2 separate regions of the Mus musculus genome follow, and region 2 is linked to region 1. The links are chromatin contacts, called in public HiChIP or PLAC-seq maps. All regions are on one chromosome and are shown on one strand. The core of a region is the stretch at or near the end of the contact, and the rest is flanking DNA. Distances in the headings are between cores, read along the strand shown. Region 1 has its middle 180 kb from the start of Gm24696. Region 2 holds the start of Gm25702 (a small nuclear RNA gene).

Region 1 (6,180 bases), core at 1,274-3,773:
ATTCTTTTTAGGATTACAATGAATGAATCAAAAGGAGGAGGAGGAGAAGGAAAGGGGAGGGAAGGAGGAAGAGGACCAGCAGGAGGAAGACAGTTAAGGAAAGCACAGGAGCTCACTTAGAAGTAATACAGCATGGCTCTCCCCACCCTCTGAAACTTTGATCAAGAAAGGTAACCTTGAAGTACTGTGGTGTTTTCCCGCTCTCTAACACTGCAAGTGCAATCCGTAAAAGCAGAATATGAGAAGCGCAAATGTAAAGTAGAAGTATAAATACTCAGTGCAATGGAAAGAAGAGAAAACTTTTAATCATGCCTTGAAGAGTACTATAGAAGATAGTTGTTCGTATGCTGTGCACAACCAATGCATATGTGTTTCCATATACTCATCAAACAAAACAAAACGAAACAAACATACAAAAAATAAATGACTCCCTCTCCTCTCCTTGGTAGCACCTAGTGTTCTTAAACTCTTCACTTAACCTCAAAGCTCGTGTTTGGTCATTTATTGCTACATCTAATAAATGTGAATGACATACATCATGTCAACCTTGTGCTGGATGCCCAAGGGCCATAATGAACAAGGCAGACATTATCCCTGTTCTTCTACATCTTAATATCCAGGAGCAGACAGGTATTCAGAAACAAATCAAGGTTTTGCTTTTCATAACCTTTGTTCTATATGTTTGATTTGTCATAAAATCTGTTCAACAGCAGCAACTGGGTGTTATGAAGACAATGGTAAATTCTCCAAGGAGTTCTCAGCAGGTGCTGTTGTTTTGTTTGTTTGTTTAAGGCAACTCCGTGTCTCTGGTAAGAAGCAGGTTTGATATCATACTAGCTGGCAGTTTACAACCGTGCCTTTCTTCCCTTTTCGATGTTCCATAGAAAAGGCTGCAGATTCTGGATTCTCATTCTGCAGCCTTCCTCAACCACGAGGAAAAGCCATCTTACTCAGTTCCAGGCAAGAAGATGTTGAAGGCCCATTTTCAAGAGTCCTTAAGGGAATGCTTTTTACATGTCAAATGGATATGAGTAAGAAAAAGTGCAGTCTACCTGGGCCTCTCGGTTTCCTAAGCTTGAATTCAGCTGGCCATGGGAGATTGCCCAGTCTGTGGCGATGAATGAAATGAGGGAGAATTACATCAGTATTAGTTTACTTCCCTGATAGTCTTGAGCCACAGAGTAAGACACACCAATCATTTTGCTACATAAAAGAATTGTGTCTGAACTATTTCCCTTTGGCTATTGTGTTACTTGGTACTTACATGTTACTTGGTGATAGGTTTTTGTGGTGGTAGTACTGATGGTGGTCGTGACGGTGGTGCAAGTGGGAGTGGTATTGTTGAGTCTTGATTCAGAAATCAGGAGGGTATTGAAGTATTCATGGGTTGTATCATTTTGATAACCAGGCACTATTGGGTGATAACACTGATTTCCAGTGTAAGCCAAGAATTTGCAGGAAGTTCAGGATGCCTTTTTCTTTTCTTCTCTTCTCTTCTTTTCTCTTCTCTTCTCTTTTCTTTCTTTCTTTGTTTTTTTTTTGTTTGTTTTTTTGTTTTTTAATGAACATTAGGACCTCATGAGTGGATAAGCACAGGCAACTGAAATTTTTGTTCTCTATAGGGTCCTCCTAAATTCTTAAATTTTCATTGCTTCAGGACTTGCATTTTCACAGGAATTAAACAATGGATATAAAAGAAGAGAGATAAACAATCACACCCAGAGTGACTTCCCACTCTTCATTGTCTCATGCAAAGGAAAGAAATTCTTTGGGTGAGTTCCTTCCAAAGCAAACATCCTGAGCACCTAGGCATCCCACTTGTGGATCACAGTAGCCAGCAGGATGACTCACTGGTATTCATGGAACTCCCTGTTGCCAGTGAATTACACTGAGAAGTTTCTAGGCAGCCACATTGCTGGCGATGAAGAGGTCGGGGGCTAGGAGTTGCCCAAATGGGTCACTTTCTAGAATGGTTCTTGATATACTGAGAACTGGGATCTTGGTATTCTAACAGGATCTTTTCTACCGGTAGCATATGCACTTATAGAGCGAGGGAATTAAAATGCAGTGGGTTAAGTTGAAAGCTTAATGCCATGCCATCTGCAAAAACTCAATACTTTTCAAGCTTATATACCCTGCACTCTATCTAAACTACTTGTCCTGCCATCTGCTTTTGTTCTGTAAATAACTATTCCCAATCCAACTGCCTACTGAACAACTAGCCAATGATTCAGTTAATAATTATAAACCTTAACAATCCAGCAAGCAACCACATACAAAGGAACTAGATATCACTTGTCTGAATATTTGATAGTCATGCAAGACCGAAAATGGGCCTTCTGGAACAACAGTCATGTTGGGAACTGTTGGGGAAGGGGCAGGGTGGGGTGGATTGGTGGGTTTTGAATGAAACGTTGCCTTAACGGTCCCAGTTCAATCTTTCCCACACAAGCTCAAGCCCACATCTCACAGAAGTATTATATCTGTTCACTTCCTTGTACTTCGCTCCAAGAATGAGTGAGTCATGGTTTAAGGACAAATTCTTAACATAGGTGCTACAGGCAAACAAAGGAAAACCAAACGCCTCATTCTTCTATTTCTCCTTTAAAAGGAAACTCATGCTGGAGGCATTTGGGTAACATTCCTTTTATATAACAGCACGAACTTCATCTGAAGGAAGAAACAGTGCAGCTGTAGAAACGGGTAGGTGTGGGATTGCTCTTCTCTCACCTATGACCCTTCCTGGCCGTATCTTAATGTAATACCACAAGTTCTGGGCCAGCACTGAATGTGAAGGTGGGACATGGAAAAAGGACATACAGAAGAGGCAGCATGCTTGTCCTGTGTTAGGACATGATGAGGCAGGCTCTTTAAATGCATGGGTGGCTCAGATAGATGGGCTGGGGTTATATCCTGTTCTGATGTTTATTGGCTGTGTGATTCTGGCAATGTAGTAGAGGACTGCTGTGAGTTATCACACCGTTGGAAAAATCAGGATTATATCAAAAGTTAATAGATAATTTATGTTCAGCTGTGTCTGATACACATAGATTCACTGAACCCTGTAGAGTTCAGTGCTGGCTTCTTCTTCAAGACGAGAAACTGATTTTCTTTGTTTTAGGTTTTTGGTTTTGTTGTTGTTTGTTTGTTGTTTTGTTTGGCTTTCATTTTGCCCTGTATTTGAGACTGAAGAAGAACTTACAGGAATGTTCTAGAAACAGGAGAAATTAACTTGTCTCAACAATAGCTCAGATGTGAGACCTCAGAGCTAACCACACATTAACTGCTTTGTGGTCAGATTAAAAAAAAAAGCATGCAGGCCATCTTTACTCCTAATAATTTCTGCATCTCAGAATATGAAAAACTTTTATGTAATATCTTAGATAGTTTCTATTAATCTATTAATCTATCAATGTCCTGAATAGATTTGGTGGTTGCTCTTTGGAACCATTTCACACTGGTAGTGTATCAGATGGCACTCAGAAACATAGGCAGGCAGTGCTTAAATGAAAGAGGTTCCATTCTTCTCTTGTAGAACAGCATTGTCTCCTTCCAGCCAGATCACCATCATTAATTTTATTTAACAGTCTTTTTGAAGAGACATTTTTTTCACTCGTACTATTTCTACTGTGCCACTTCCTGTGTCAGGACATTCGTCCTTTGTGTGTAACTGTTCTCTATGTCCCCTGCTTTGCTTTCTGAGTTTGCTCCCCACATCTGAACTGGAATCACTCCCTTATTGGCTGTGAGGTGCTATCTCCTAGCAACATCAGAAGCTACACTCAAAAGATCTAACCAACCTGACTGTCCAATGTGAAATGAACAAGGATGGACAAAGATGATAGCAATGGACTTTCAAAGTGGATGGAGTCCCTGAGGTCTCTGCCCTAAACAAGGAACTATTGATAAGTGAGCAAAGCTAGGAGTGGGAGAGATGATCTTTCTCAGGGAAGAACACACTAATTGGTTATCCAACACCAACTGATCAACCTTAAAAGCATAAGTAAAAGGAACATTATATAGTCTGAAGAGGTTATATTTAGGAATATTTATGCATATATGTGTATATGTATAAATGTTTATGTGGGTATGTATATGTGTATATTTATATATCTGTATATGTATATTTAGGAATATGTATATGTATATATGCATACATACCTGCATGCAACAACAATTAAGGAAAAAAGAGGTCATGAATTTAAAGGAGAGTGAGGATTTGGAAGGAGAAATGTTATAATTGTATTACAATCTCAAAAAATTCCAAACATAATATTTATTCATAGAAAAAAACAATAAAGACAATTTACACAATATGTTCCTCACAATATGCTATACATTTGTAATCAGTGGATTCTGATGACAAATAATTATCTTTCCACTAATTCCTAGATTTAATTTCTATTTTTAACTTATGATTTCTCCATTTTTCCAATAGTCAACTTGAAAAAAAAATCCTGCTTACTTCATTTATTGGATGTCTAGTTTTCTGGGTTTTCAGAAAATAATAACATTATAATTTTTCACTTAGGAGAATTTTTCATATAGTTGTTTTTGCTTTGCTTTGGACCAAAAACTAGCATTTACAGTTGTCTGTTGGATAAAAGCGAAAAATATCATCTGTCTAAATGTTTTTCACATATTAAGAAAATGTATCTATTTGTTTGTTGTGTACATGTTTGTTTATGTGTGCATGCTTAATACTTACATATGGGTATATACATATTCATGTTTGTGAGGCTGCAGGAGCGACAGGATGCTTGTGGAGCTCAGAGGACAACCTCAAATGTTACCCTTCCCTTCCTCTTGGTTTGAGACGGTTTGCCTGTCTTTCACCCCTGGGTGTGCGTGCAAACCTACGATGATTCTGATGTCTCCTTCTCTTATTTCATTGAGGCAACAATGGTATTATACAAAGCACGTTACCATCCCCAGCTCCACATGGATTCAGGGGATTAGCATTCAGCGGCTCAAACCTGCTTGACAAATGCTTTAACCACTGAGCTGCCTCCTCAGTCCCAGGCAAGCTTATTGAAATCACTGACGTTACACCCCTTAAAATTCTTTTGCCAGATTCTTCTGTCACTTTTTTGTTTGTTTGTTTTTCTGTTTTTCTGTCACATTCTGATTCAGGCAGCTATATAGTTTTTTCTTACATGGATAGGATGATCTTCTATTGGGGGCAGAAAACCCTCTGACGTGTCTTTTTGAATTGTTTACCTTACTCTTACATAACAGGCTCTGACTAGATGCTGTGGATTTTTAATTCTTCCGTTCTTAGTTGATTCAGTCTCTAAGCTTTGCTGTGCAGTCATGAAGTAGCAGTCATTTCACACACACTGCAGAGTTATAAAAATGTATAAAGAGATATACACTGTAAAGACCCAGCAGAGCAGCTCCTACACAGTAGACAATGACCCATTCTAGTGTTTTTCCTTCCTGCCCTCTAAGCTATCTATGTCCCTCTCCCAAGAATGCAATGTTGGGTGTGGAAAAACGTTATCCTAATTGCTATTTACAGCACTTCCAGACAAGAACCTCAGGGTTCCTCTGTATTGTTGATCACTGACCTGTGCATTTGAAAGAGGCTCTAAAGATATAAGATAACATCTAGAGATAGAAAAGAATAACAGCACTGCTTGAGCTTGAGAAATTTGTATGTGAGAAATAGAACAGCTTTGTGTACAGCTCATGAGTCTCTGCCTCGTGAATGGATTAATGCCCTTATTGCAAGAGTCAGTTAGTCATTCAGGGAGGGGTTCCTAGGGGAAGGCTGAGTTTGCTCCCTCACGTGTTTGTACTTTTGCATGGGCTTTTGGCTTCTGCCACGGTATGATACAGCAAGCAGACCCTTACCATATGGCTCCGTGACCTTGGACTTCCCTGCTTACAGAAGTTTAAGAAATGAGTCTCTGTCAACTACAATTACCCAGTTGCAGGCATTCCATTAAGGCAGTACAAAGTGGAATAAAACAAATACTAGTTCCAAACTGGATCAAAGGGTAGCTTATGAAATAATGTAGTCATTGTTCTCTTAGCTTTACTCCAATAAGCCAAGGATGCACTGGTATATCAGAGGTAGGCATGGATTCTTGGATTTCCCCTTTTACACAAAGGAGACAACACAGGCATGAAGTTCCAGGCACCTTGCCCATCTTTTGTAACCTGTTCTTTTTCTCT
Region 2 (6,571 bases), core at 2,402-4,901, 2.0 Mb after region 1:
CAAGGAACACCTCAGCTCAAAAGACTGACTCAAAGTCTATTGTGGGTACAAGCTGACAGTCTCTTGTTCTGCTCACAACAGCTCACCAGGGATCTCTGTAGATAGCTCTGTAGTCTGCTCAAGATAGCTTTCTATTGAAGACAACTCTCTCCTGCTAGGAAAAAAAAATCTAAAAGCTCTTTGGATTTTTAGGTAACTCTTTTGCTCCAGTCTATCTGTACCCTGCTAATTTCTCAACTACTCATCTTCTGGCATCACACATGAGATGTCATTTCATTTGTTCAATTATTCCTTTTTCTACCTCACACTGAGAATATGGGCTCCCTGACATATCATAACTTGATCTCTCTATTTTTTAGTTTCTTCATCTACAAAAGGTATAAATAATCTTGTAAAAAATTCTAAAAGCTCATGGGTTTTGTGACCAAAGACAGAAAAGCTGCTAGGAAAAAAAAAATCTTAGATTTTCCAACTAGAGTCAGAAATCCTGCTAGAAACATTCTAAAAGAGCTGTGTTCACTCTCCAAGCAGCTCTCTCTGGGTAGCTCTCTCTTGCAGACCAAAGCCCAGTCTTTTATTTACATATCAATTCAATCATTTATCCAGGTTACTGTTTTATTATCCCATAAATCAGCATTATATGATCTTAGCCCCTTAATTCTTAGAAGACAGCAAGTACTTTTTAAAAATTGGCAACAAATTCAGAGATCTGCCTCCCTTTGTAAGCACAGAAAATAAGCTAGCTGGGCAGGATCTAACACTGATATTTCTATTCCCACCAGGCCTGGGACTAAACTCACTGTGTCCCAGGCTGACCTTGAACTCAGAAATCTGCCTGCCTTTGTAAGCACAAACAATAAACTTACCTGGGTGGCATCTTGCCCCAAGATCACCATCCCCTAAATCTTTTCACCTCCTTTTTTAGTATCTTTCTGACTAGCTGACTCATAGTGCAGCTGCCTCTGTTCTTTTAGATCTATGAAGCCCCTTATATAATTCATATTTCATTCTTATATTTTGCGTAATTGAGAAATTAGACTTTCTTAAATGCATGTTTTCCGAGTTCTTTCCCACAGCCTTGAAGGCTGTGCTGAAGATCACATCATTTACCATCTTGCTAAGGACATTAGACACACCCTCACCTCCCAGATTCATGCTGTCTCTGATTATCATTAAGTCATAAACCTTGGCAAAGAAGACATTCCCCCAAAGGTGGGACATAAAGTAAACTATACAAACAAGCCTTATTCTTAGCAACCACCAACACACATGGAGACCCACAGCCTGCTAACTCTGCTTCAGGGGTAGGAACGGTACCACTCTATCCCTTCTGCATGGGCATGCAAGACACAGCACTATCTCAAACAAGCAAATAAAGGATACCGTCAGAATTAAATATGAGTATTAATATGAACTCTGAACACAATATCTACTACATAATGACCGTGTGCCTTAAGCCATCATTATTATTTAGTCGCTACCTTTCAAACAGGTATTAGGCAAGGCATCTAGTAGAAAGGTGGGATGACTTCGACAGGATTGTCTTGGTCCATTTCCTGACTCACAATTGAGTAAAGTAACAAAAATAAATATAATGGTAACATTTTTATTGGCAAATTTCTCCACAAACAACTGACAGAATGAGTATATATATATATGTGTGTGTGTGTTAATGTTCTTGGTGGTAATTATAAATATACAACCTTTAGTGTAATGAGCACTTACAGAAAAGCCTGAAATTTTTCCTCTTGACTTAAGCTGCATCTATACTCTGCTAATGATAGGTTTTTCTTTTGTTTTGCTTTTTTTGCTACCGGCATATTTTTACCCTTTCTACCTTTATCAGTATCACAAGTAGATTTTGTTTTATTGTGCAGTATCAGTATATCACCTGTTTTTAACAGGTGTAGGCAGTAGTCAAATCAAGACTTGGTCATACATGGGAGACTCTGAAGTGCTTCTATTCCACCTAGTCATTGAAAGGAGAATGAACTAATTAATGCTATTATTAATGAATTAGTGCTAGTGAATGTTGAACTCATCACCTTTCAACAATACTCATTTGACAGCTCCTACCTTTTATTATCTCTGTTGTTTACTGCTGATCTCATCCAGGTGAAGGGTACAGAAAGAAGTCTCCAAGCCTTCTCAATGCTACATGGCAGACATGGCAAAGTTGTGACTTGAATATTGCTCTACAACTCCAAAATCAGTCCATTTTTATTTCTAGCACTTAAACTGTATCTATACTCTGTTCGTGATAGCTCTTTATGCTATCTGAATATGTCTACCTTTCTTTCCTTATACCCATGGTTTAAGAATCCCAAGTAGATTTTGTTTCATTTGGTATTTCCATGCTCATTATTTTCTCAAGACTTTATGGTGAGCACTAAAAGGTATGTTTGTCATCATACCCAGTGAGGTGACATAAGAATAGAGGTGAGCACAGGCTTTAAAGACATGTGGCGTGAGGTCCTCAAATTAGTCATCCCTTCTGAACTTGCTTTTATTCAGCCCTAACAAGGAAAGGATAATAATAAGATTTCCATGAAAATAAGAGTCAATGTTCACAAAGTGTCTCAAATATAGTAAGGCATTCAGTAAATGGGAACAGCTGTAATTACCATAATGATCACCTTGGACCATATCAGAATTTAGATGAGAATGTCCCCGCAAAGAATCATGGTCTCCATTTGGTGGTGTTTTGTGGGCAAGTTTAAGAGGTATAGACTTGTTGGAGGAAGTATGTCATTGGAGGTAGGTATAAGGGGTTTAAAAGCCCATGCCATGTGCCATTGCTTTCTTTTTGCTTGTGCTTTCTTTTACTGATGTAAGCTCTGAACTTCCTGATCCAGCTTCCATCCTTCCACTCTGCCATCCTAGACTCTTACCTCTCTGGAACAGAAAGTACAATAAACTCTTTCTTCTATAACTTACCTTGATCATGGTGTTTTATCACAGCAAGAGGAAAGTAACTCCTACAGTTGTACAGAGAAATGGTAGTTTTCCACCAATGTCTTTAAAACCTCAAAGGAATGTGGAAACATTCTGAAGAGAAAGGAGGCGGTAAAAAGAAAAGAAAGTGTATACAACTTAAATATCAACTAAGATCTGAAACATTTATTTACTTATTGCACGAGGCTGTCCCAACAACTCAACATAGAAGATCTACACTTGTTTCTCAAAAGTTAAATTGACTACTTTGTTGTAATTTACCAGACAGTGTAAAGTAGCTCTCCAAGATCCCAAACCCAGCAAATAGACATATCCCATATCCATGGCAATCGGGAGTCTATTCACAGATATATGAATGGATGGTCCCTGTTTTTTAAATATCATAGTATATATTGGTCAAGTATTCTGTTGATATCGGACCACGGAGGCCTCAAAGAAATAGGGGAGGAGCTGATTCTGCCCCAGTTTCTGGCTCTCACTAAAACTAGTTCACTAGCACTATCCGGTTCTTGGTCACTCCACTTCAGAAATGTAGCAACAAAGTCTCCATGATTTCTAAAGTTCTTTTCAGCTCCAACATTTAATGATGATTCTTCTCCCTTCCCCCAAAGAACTCTGCCGGCAATACAGAGCAAAGACACTGAACATATGTAGGAGAGTCACTCCATTTATATTAAATTCCACATTCCTGCAGGGCTATGTAATGTCTGCTGCCCTTCAGTCGACTCCACACACCAATGTTTGTTTACAGTCACCGGGGCATGAAAGGCTATTTTTAAACCTGGCTTTTCATGTAAGAAGGTTAAAACTCAAACTGAATTTGATTTGTTGAAGAACTCAAATCCTCAGGATTATAGCAGGAAGAAAGAGAAATGTAAGTCACTTTAATTACCCTTTGACTCTTCTCTCCCAACTCCCACCCCCATAATTCTGCTAACAAAGATACTATTGGTTAAGCTGACGGTATCCAGGGCAGAAAAGCCTTTGCATTGGCTGCTGATAACCAAGGATCCTTGAGTTGTTTACTTTACATTTTCTTTGGAAACACCATGAAAACTCTTAGAAGGCAGCTGGCTAGGAAGGCAACAAATCCAGAGATATGCACAGCTGGCTATAGTAAAGCATCCAGAAGTTTTATTCAGCTGAGATTTTAATGTCAGGTTCTCCTTTAGCAAACACAGGCTTTGAAATCACACACATGTCAATCCCCAACTTACTAGTAACGTGGCAGAAAGCCTGGCTCACTCTGTCACTAACAAGAGGTTTTTTTTTTTTTTGTTTTGTTTTGTTTTTTTTTCCTGGACTTTGTTTTTCACGTGGAATCCATCTGTCTACTCCAGCATACAACATCAGTTCCCAGAGAGATGAGATTGGTTGGCCATCTCTTGTGGTTCTCCCCCTATTGCTAGCGCCTGGAAAATGTTTCGCTCATAATAGTTTACATATTGCGTAGCTCACTGAGGTGTCCAATCCTAGAGCATTTACTTCCCAGAGATTTCAACAAGCTTTGTAGAGGGCTACTGCATAATCATGTGAGGCATGATTACTGATGAAAGTGGGGTCTGTTTGAGGAGATGATAAAAATACTCTAGAAATGGCTGTATGACTCTGTGAATATAATAAAACTATTGGGTTGTGTTCTTTAAGTGTTTGTCTTAGTAAGTTAGCTACCTCTCAACATGGCTATTTTTTTAAAAGAACCTTCTTTACCACCCCAAATTGAACAAATCAACAAATACCCATATTTAGACCAGAAATTGACATTTATGACTTGAGTAAGTGGTTGAATATCTGGTAACTGAATGAACTGGAGAAAGGGATGATGAAGAAGGAATAGTGTGTCCCATTCAGGAATATAAAATTGTTATCTTCTAATTTCTCTATCTCTAGCTCTCTCTGTCTCTGTCCCTCTGTTCTCTGACTCTGGCTGTCTCTGTGTCTCAGTCTATGTTCCTGTCTATCTCTGTCTCTCTACCTGTCTGTCTATCTCCCTACCTGTCTCTCTGTCTCTTTCTGTTTCTCCATGTCTCTTTCTCTCTATCTCTCTTTGTCTCTCTTGTGTCTCTCTCTGTCTCTCTTGTGTCTGTTTCTGTCTTTCTGTCTCTCTGTCTCTGTCTCTGTCTCTCTCTCTCTCTCTCTCTCTCTCTCTCTCTCTCTCTCTCTCTCTCTTTTTCTCTTTCTCTGACATACAACTTTAACATCTTTCCTGCCCAGCCAGCTACTATGGAGACTTAAAAGCAGATGACCCATCTTATCAAATGATTTTTAATAAAGGTTTCTTTGCTGAATACCAAGCATAAAGAGTGAGTCTAAAATGGGCATGGGAAGTCAAAAATCCTGAGGCACTTAAATTTCTCGGCAGATTCCTTCTTTGTCCATGCCAGAGGTTACCTTGAATGAAATTCATTCATTGACAGGCATTCTCTTTCAGTGACTCAAGGTTTCTTGCAGATTTGTACTTTCCTCCTCTCTCTGAATGTGTTTGTTTTTTCTTTCAGTCACACTACGTGAAGGTGATGACATTTATCTCAGTGAAGGTTCCTTTACATTCTCAACCTGACACAACCAAGAACCATTTGGAAAGAAGACCTCAATGAACGATTGTCTCCATCAGGTTGGCCTATGAACATGTCTATGAAGTATTATCTTAATTAATTTAACTGATGTGGGAGAAGACCGAGACCATTTTAGGACTTCCATCCCTAGGCAGCAGGCCCTGAACGATGCAAAACACAGAGAAGGCAAGCAGGGAGACAACTGTTCGTTCCTTTCTCTCTGTCCTTGACTGTAGATGTGTTGGGCACAGCTGTTTGAAGTTCCTGACTTAACCTCACCATATTGATGGACGATAGGAATTGTGAACTAAAATATTCCCTTTGCTCCACGAAGTTGATTTTTGTTGATACTTTGTAACCGCAACGGAATATAATCCTCTTTATAAAAATTTTAGCCAGAGAGGTAGCAAGGTGGTTGAATGGGTAAAAGCACTTGCCACTGAGTCTGGCTACTTAGGTTTGATCTTAGGATGCACGTGGGTCAAAGAAGAAAATGACTCAAGGCAGTTGTCCTCTGACCTCCACAAATGTTACATAGCAAACAGCATGTACATGTACATATACAGACACATAAACAAACAAACATATACATGTACATATACAGACACATAAATAAATAAATAAATAAATAAATAAATAAATAAATTGTTTTTTAATCATTAAGGTTGTTCTGATTTAATATTTAGTGGGTTATTTATTTCAATTTACACTTGTCTAACTTAGTGACTTCTCTGTGCCACAAATTCAGTACTGGTGCACTGTCCCCACAGAAGGTTAGTATGCAACTGTGATTATGTGGGTAGTTATTAGAATTATAGCACCCAAGCACTGCAAATCTTTTAGCTTTCTTGTCTCAGACTTAGGTCAGTGATAGTCAAGGTAGATAGTTAGCAATTATATTTTCTCTCTCCCATTCACCTTTTCTCTGGATAAGAGGGTTTTCTAATTGAGAGATGTTTATGAGATCTGACTTTTATCTGTTATCTGTATATACAAATAAAGACCATCTTTGTTCTTCTATTAGCACGTGAGAATACCTGGGCTACTGAGTATAACAAATT

The links. HiChIP or PLAC-seq counts read pairs in DNA pulled down with a chosen protein or histone mark.
Region 2: an HNF4G HiChIP or PLAC-seq map of pancreatic cancer cells shows a contact between it and region 1. The contact joins two enhancer-like sites. A contact is called at or near these places in 1 of 39 promoter capture datasets (cranial neural crest), 2 of 115 datasets of contacts at active chromatin or transcription factors (epiblast stem cells and pancreatic cancer cells) and 1 of 9 other capture datasets (embryonic stem cells).

The regions. Positions count from the first base shown.
Region 1 is chr15:61,530,413-61,536,592 of GRCm38.p6, forward strand. No RefSeq gene overlaps it. Among named protein-coding and RNA genes, the nearest start is that of Gm24696, 180 kb to the left of the region's middle. Within about 2 kb of position 2,524, at least 64 of the 459 cell types and tissues checked have an H3K27ac peak or open chromatin away from gene starts, as enhancers often do. A contact at or near this core is called in pancreatic cancer cells, where this site is marked.
Region 2 is chr15:63,480,755-63,487,325 of GRCm38.p6, forward strand. Gm25702 (a small nuclear RNA gene) reads right to left here and starts at 522; the gene lies at 460-522. Within about 2 kb of position 3,652, at least 39 of the 459 cell types and tissues checked have an H3K27ac peak or open chromatin away from gene starts, as enhancers often do. A contact at or near this core is called in pancreatic cancer cells, where this site is marked.